Regions from separate parts of the Mus musculus genome. Here region 1 is linked to region 2. A link is a contact called in public Hi-C data. All regions are on one chromosome and are shown on one strand. The core of a region is the stretch at or near the end of the contact, and the rest is flanking DNA. Distances in the headings are between cores, read along the strand shown.

Region 1 (3,529 bases), core at 143-2,642, 110 kb before region 2:
GTGAACAAAAAATATGCTAATGTGTTTCTCTGTGTTCTTTGATTGCCTTTGAGACAGAGCCATGCTATCTAGCACACTGGCTTGAAACATACTTGGAACATACTAAAGTGGCCTCATACTCAGGATCTACCTGCCTCAGACTTCCAAGTGCCCGTATCCCACACATAAACCACAACATATGGCGAATTAAATTTTTTCAAAGTTTCTTGTCAAAGTTGTTGTTCTTCGAAAAGATTTTCTGGGAGGGAGGATAACAGTGCTTCAGGATATGTTTAGGGAGTGGAAGGGACATAGAGTTTGGCTTCTGCATCAAAAATAGACACAAAGGCAACTGTTGGAGAACCTTCTGTTTTACAGCTATTTGAAAGATTCACACTAGGTATTTTGGCACATGCTTATAGTTTCAGCATAAAAGAGGCAAAATGAGGGGAAAGAATAGAGGGGATCCGGGAGGGAGGGAGGGAGGGAGAGAGGGAGAAGGGAGCCAACACTCCACTCTCAGCACACTATACATAAATTACTGTTCACGAGTCCATCTCTGTTATTGTTATTGGATGGTTTCCACTGATAAGTAACTTGGTTACAGAGTTTAAGAAACCCAAAGGGCAGGATGAGCCCTTGCAGCATCCATCAGCATCCACATTCAGCAGCTCTCAAGCTTTTACCATTATATCCCTGGAGGCAAGCAAAAGGTACATGTACTGACTGCTTGTGCTGTGTGAGGGTTTCATGTCATTTACAGGACAAATGCTCTTTGCTTTTGTTATCTTGCATGCATCTGATGGAATGCAATTATGGAATTTAAGCCTTGTGATTATTTCTTCCCACTGAACATTTTTGATCCAAACTGTAACAGTGACCAGCATCTCATGTTCTGAGACATGGCCTGGTACAAGACAGTTTACCTTTTCTTAAAATAAAATATGATCGTGATCATACAATCACATAATCACAATCTTCTATTTTCATTGTTTTCTAAGGAAATAGAGATGTCTCTCCATCACACTCGGTCTGCTCCTTCCAGTTCTTAAGAATTCCTGCTCCACAGCCGGAAGTCCCTGACTTTCGTAAGCTATTTATGGCCAGCAATTAATTCAAGCAAAAGCAAAGAATTGTTTCCTCCCTCCCTTACCGGCCGCAGCCACTAATCTTACCACGAAAAATAGGAAGAAAAGTAAAGAGTCCTTCGCCTCACCTCATGAAGTTCCCTCCCAGATACACAAAGAAACTAAATCATGCCCTTATGTAAACGTCATCTAAGGTCGAATGCGGCTGCAGTTTGTCCATCTGCCATGTCCTGGGTTGTACAGGAGGTTCAGAGCATGCTGAGCTCAGAGCAGGCTGGCAACACCTGGGCTGGCAAAGGGACAACGAACTACGGTGCATTAGCGCCTCCTGGTGCTGCTGCCGAGAAGTGCAGCTGCAGAATTCGCACCCCTTCTGCGAGGAAGGTGCACTGATCTCCCTTCCGTGAATAAATTTGTTTCGCATTGCGCAACGGCACGTTAATTTATTGTGGAAAGAAGATAAAGTCTTAATAAAGGCTTTTGAAACGACCTCATTGTATGTCTAGTCAATGTTCGTGGCATGCCGTTGAGGAAGGGATTTTTAAGATTGTGTATAAAATGCTCTAATAATGTAGTCCATGAATAAATGCGGAGATCACAGCTAATTATTTAGAGAATTCTCTCACGTTTTTGTTTTATTATAAACATCACACACACAATGAAGAGCTCGAAGTGATTATAACGGCTTCATTCCATTTCAAATTATTTGTTTGCATAAACTAACTCAAATTCCACAGATAACAGTCTCAGAAAACCAGTTCTAAAAAATAAAATACAGAAATAGAAATTAACAGAAAAGAGCTTGGTTTGTCTTTCCAGAAGATCATTAAGTGCCTGTCTGATGCTTTATAAGCCATGGGTAAACATCAGGAGAAACGACCTAAACCACGGTACTGCCAGGGCTGAACCCCCAATAAGTGAGGCTGTACCCTTATATTAACACCCTAGAAAGCCTGCATTTCTCTATCACCCATGTCTCCTCAGGACCATTCTGCTGTCAAAATTAAAGGGAGATAGATACAAATTGCAAGCAACTCAATTTCTTCTGGAAGACATTTTAGAACATTTTAAATGTTCCTTACTGTAAAAATGGCTCAAGCCTGAATCTCACGGGGGGGGGGGGGGGGGGGACGGACTTAACGCCAGCTGCTCTGTCTAGAATCTGGTCATTAATAAGTTTCAGAACTGTGGACTATGTTAATATATCTCACATTTGGCAAATGTGATTCGTTCTCATTCACATGTGAAATAGATGTGTTAAGACCTCATCCTCATCGCTGTGCACAGGAAGTTCTTCCTTAAGTACCTCTGATATGGATTCCTGTGTGCTGGGGGAAGGTGTGTTAACGTACAAACAGGCAGTGCTGGGCACGGGACCCAGGGCCTCCTGTGTGGGAGGCGAGCCCAATCCAAGTCCCTTTCATGTGCAATTGAAATTTAAATTGAATTTTAAAGTGTTCTAAATTCAATTTGAAGGTGAGCAAAAAGCTTACACAATGACTTGGAACGGTACGAACAGGAGGGTGGCCATGAATTCAAGGCCAGCTAGTAGGTATGATATACTCCAGGCCAGGCCGAACTACAGGCTGACTCAAAACAGGAAAAACTAGCAGACAAAGGTTTCTTTGTGTGGAACTTAAAACTCTATATGATTATCTGTTTTGTCTTGTTTTGGTTTGGTTTGGTTTTTTAGGTTTTTTTAAAAACTTATTCACTTTATGTCCAGATCACAGTCCCCCACTCTCCTCACAGCCTCTCCTACAGCCCCTCCCTCACCTCCTTCTCCCCTGAGAAGAGGGAGCTCTCCCTCAGGTATCACCACGCTCTGGCACTTCAAGTCACTGCAGAACAAGGTGCATCCTCTCCCACTGTGGTCAGACAAAGCAGTCCACTTCAGGGGAACAGGACTCACGGACAGGCAACAGAGTCAGAGACAGCCCTCACTCTGGTTGTTGGGGGACCCACATGAAGAACAAGCTGCACATCTGCTACATGTGCAGGAGGCCTAGATCCAGCCTGTGCTTGCTCTGTAGTTGGTGGCTCAGTCTCTGGGAGAACCCAGGGGTCAAGGTTAGCTGACTCTATGGGTCTTCCTGTGGGGTTCCTTTTCCCTTCAGGTCCCTCAACCCTTTCCCTAGCTCTTCCATAAGACTCCTAGAACTCCATCTAATGTTTGACTATGAGTGTCTGCAGCTGTTTCAATCAGCTCCTGGGTGTAGCTCTCCGAGAACAGGTACGCTAAGTTCCTGTAGGCAAGCATAACAGAGTATCATCAGTAGTGTCAGGGATTTGGTTCTTGCCTGTGGGATGGTTCTGTTGGGCCATTCCCTCAGTCTCTGATGTATCGTTGTCCCTGCACATCTTGCAGGCAGGACACAATTTGGGTCGAAGGTTTTGTGGGTGGGTTGCTGTCCTTATCCCTCCACTTGGGGTCCTGCCTGGCTACCGGAGGTGGTCACTTC
Region 2 (3,793 bases), core at 821-3,320:
AGGTTTGGAGGGGGTGGATTTCCGCTGCTGAGCTTCTGAGACGCCTGGTAAATGAGGAGGTAATAATAGTAGCTACCTTGTGAGGTTGTCGTGAGGAGAAAATAGGAAACACATGAGAAGAATTTAGGCCAGTGTCAAGCAGGAAGTAATTGCTCAATAAAAATGGACAAGGATAGCTGTTGAAGTGAAGATGGCTACTCAAGAATCATTAATAGCTATAATTCTTCACTTAACTTGGGTCAGCAAAAGCTCATTAGAGATTAAGAATAAAGATGCCGATATTCGTGGGCGATAGTTGCAGAGACTAACATTATAGAACATCTGTCTTTTTCAATCCCTGTGTAACTCCCAAAGTAATTGTAGTGAGAGGTGCTGGCTTTAAAAGTGGTTAGATCAAGTGGATGAAGCCTCATACGTGGGTGTAGTGGTCTTCATAAGTGTCACCCCAGAGGCTGTCTTGTGTTCCAGCATGTGAGGAGAAAGCATGTCCATACGTCATAAAATAAACTCCACCCCTCATAAAATATCCAATCTGACTTAATCTGACCTTAGACCTTCCACTCTCCAGTATTGTGACAAGTTAGTTTCTGTTGCCTGTAAGTCACCCACTCTGTGGTATTTGTTAGAGCAGCCATAATGGACTAAGATAAACTTTCATAATCTCCAACAACAAAAATGAATTACCCTTAAATATAGCTGCCAAGGATAACTGAGCAAAGCACCCAGGTGCCATGGTGCTGGTAAATCGCTAGAAATTTTTCCAAATTTCACACTCTGCTTCTGTATTTATTTCTCATTACAGACCAATAGTTTGTAGACAGGCTCCAAGAAAGTGCACTTTCAGGGTATTAGTATCCAAAGCAGTAGATGTAGCTGAATAAAAAAGACCCTGAGTTATATTAATTGAAAGTTGTGGGGCTTTCTCAGGTGGGCTGGAATGCCAACAGTATTTGCACACTGGAGGACCCCTGGCAGGGGAGTGTCATGACATCTACAAACAATCAGTTCTAATTAGCTGTCAGGGAAGAGCCTAGTCGTTCCCGCGGGAACTCTCTCATCTCCACAGATGTGAAATCTAAAGAGAAAGATATCTGCTTTCCTCGCTCCCCCTCAGAAACACTTCAGCCTAACCACAGGAGGCACAATCTAGTACTTGGCATGCAATAAGCATCTAGGCTCCTTCACCACCAAGCTGCGCTCTGCTGGTGAGCAGAAAGATTGACAATTCCTGTGACTGCCAAGTGGTCCAATAAGGACGCTTTAGGCCCCAGGTTTCCAAACCGGGCTAAGAGTTCTTCTTTTTTTTTTAATTAGATATTTCCTTTATTAACATTTCAAATGCTATCCCGAAAGGTCCCTATACCCTCCCCCCCGACCCCCGCCCTGCTCCCCTACCCACTCACTCCCACTTCTTGGCCCTGGCGTTCCCCTGTAGTACTGGGGCATATAAAGTTTGCAAGACCAAGGGCAGGCTAAGAGTTCTTGACCCCTGCTCTGCCTTAGGTTTCTCTCGCTGAAAACCCCAGCTCCAGTGGCCCAGAGGGTACACATATCTAAGACCAGAGAGCGCCTGGAGGGATTCCTGGGTATTTCTGGGTAAGCCATCAATAACGCAGAGTCTAGAACTTACTTAACTTTACCTTCTCTTGAATCCCCCAGGCAAGAGGGTTGAAGCAAGCCCGAGGCTAAGGGAGCCTGAGTGCCTGAGAGGCTTGCAAGCATGGTCCCAGGGACTAGGTGAACATACATGGGCTTTGGGTAAAAGTGAACTGGGGGGTGGGGGAGGAGGTTCCTTCCCACAAAGTGTGTTCTCTCCAAGAAGCACCCCTGACCCCGACCCTCAACGCAGAACCTCCCCCACTGCTGTCGCCAGAGCCGCCTGGGCACAGAGACACTGACACTGTGAGCTCTGTCGCCGGGCGGGCACGCCGGGAAGGGACGCGACAGTGACTCACGCATCCGAGCGCCCGCGGGAGGGGAGGACGCCTCACCTCCGGCTGCGCGGGGCGAGGGGCTGCGCCTGTCTCCCGGACGCATGCGCTGCAAGCTGCTCCGCTCCCTCCCCGCCCACCCCAGCCTCCTCCCTCTCTGCTCTATCCTGGCCTCTCTCCCTCTCTCCGTCGCCGGGTGCTGAAGTTGGGCGGATGGCACGGAGCCTGCTCCGCTAGAGGACGGAGCAGCCCACTCTCGAGCACCCTCGGACCCGGACCCCGGAGCTCTCGCCCACATCTAAGTCTACCCGGTAAGACGCGACCTCTGAATCCCGGAGAGGATAAAAAAAAATAAAAATAATAACATGAAAATGTCTGCTTTGCACTGATGGGTGGGCTTGATTTTTTTTTTCTCTTCTTTTGCTCCCCCACCCCCACGGCGAGGGGGAGGTAGGATAGAGAGGGCGGAGGGGGCGCCCGCTGCCTGTGCCCTGGCTGATAAAGCAGTGGGGCGCGCGGGTCTCGGCGGGCAGCACCGCCCCGCGGCTCCGTGAAGTTGAATCCCGCGTGGTCCGCTTCAGGGCCCGGTCCACTCGCGTCCCCGGGCTCTGTGGAGGGACTGAACCGCTCTCCTGCGGGTCACGGCTTCGGGTGTCCCTGCTTCTGCGGGGAGAAATCTCAGCACCTTCGGGGACCTGGAGGAGGTGAGAGGGTGCTGCGGTGGCGGGTGGGGGAGCGCTCAGGGGTTCGGGGTCCCCAGGCTTTTCATAGCTGTTTGGTTAGTAGAGAATCGATGGTGAAAATAAATCGAGATGGTCTCAGCCGCGGACTGCCTCGATGGTCTCATTTCTCCCTTTATTTTTTGGTGCCTTTAGGGAAAATAAAGATTCAGGTGCAGGTGATGTCTTTACAAATACCTTGAGCAGCTGCTGTGTGTGTGCGCGCGCGCGCGTACGTGTGTGTGTGTGTGTGTGTGTGTGTGTGTGTGTGTGTGTGTGTGTGTGTGTGGTGCAGAGGTGAGAGTCTCTTTTGTTTCTCCCCCACCCCCTTTAGTCCAGAGAAAGCGAGTTCTTGTGTACTCTGCACCTGGTCTGTTTTACAGCAACCAAGGGGGTGAGGACCAGGAACGCCTACCAGCCCCCAGGCGCTGCCCCGCTTGGGTGCATTACAGACTCCCTTGCTGTGAGATCTGGCTCTCCTGATTATGGACGGATCACAGCTTCTAGCTGTCTCCTCGCTAGCCTGCCTCCTTCTCTCTTTTCTCTGGCTGCCGCAGAGGCTGGGTGCAGACACACTTTCCTGTTGTTTCCTCTTCATCCTACCTCTGTGTCTTAATGGAAAATGTCGGAGGACCTGAGGATGGCGGAAGGACAGAGCAGTGAGCAGTGGGTGGGGACCTGCTCCCGGCCAGCAGGAGACTGCTTGCTGTGCGTCTCAGGCAGTCCTTGCAGCTCACTCAGAAAACAGACTGAGCAGGGGTCACCTGGTCTAAAGGATGCTAGCGCAAGACCACCCTGTGTTCTCTTCCTCCACTGAGAGATGAGAATGCTCGCTCACTTGGGAGATCCTGGTCACCCAGGAACCCTGCCCCTGGCTCTGGGCATAGAGTTTCCAACACGCCCCACTCCCTACAGACCCTTCAGTAAATTCATCTTTCTAAGTCTTGTCTGAAGAACTTTGCAAGCTTTTAGCTGTCTCTTTCTGTCTTTTAGGGGGGAGGAGGGTGTTACAGCTGGATTCTGTCCATCATGGGTTGGCTATCACAGATAAAAAGAAACCTCAGTTGATAAACACTTCTGAGACTGGATTCTATCTGCATTTCCGGCACTCAGACACACTGGTTTTCAGGGTGTTGAACCTTT

Evidence for each region. Hi-C and Micro-C count contacts between places; a contact is called where the count stands out from the background.
Region 1: a Hi-C map of forebrain shows a contact between it and region 2, with 2.6 times the contacts expected there. The contact joins the enhancer-like site here to the promoter of Rgs17 in region 2. A contact is called at or near these places in 4 of 484 Hi-C or Micro-C datasets (adipose-derived mesenchymal stem cells, cerebral cortex, forebrain and 1 more).

The regions. Positions count from the first base shown.
Region 1 is chr10:6,033,869-6,037,397 of GRCm38.p6, reverse strand. No RefSeq gene overlaps it. Among named protein-coding and RNA genes, the nearest start is that of Rgs17, 110 kb to the right of the region's middle. Within about 2 kb of position 1,392, at least 14 of the 459 cell types and tissues checked have an H3K27ac peak or open chromatin away from gene starts, as enhancers often do. A contact at or near this core is called in cerebral cortex and forebrain, where this site is marked.
Region 2 is chr10:5,920,677-5,924,469 of GRCm38.p6, reverse strand. It overlaps Rgs17 (regulator of G-protein signaling 17), which reads left to right and starts at 2,070. Exons shown (of 5, transcript NM_019958.4): 1 at 2,070-2,242.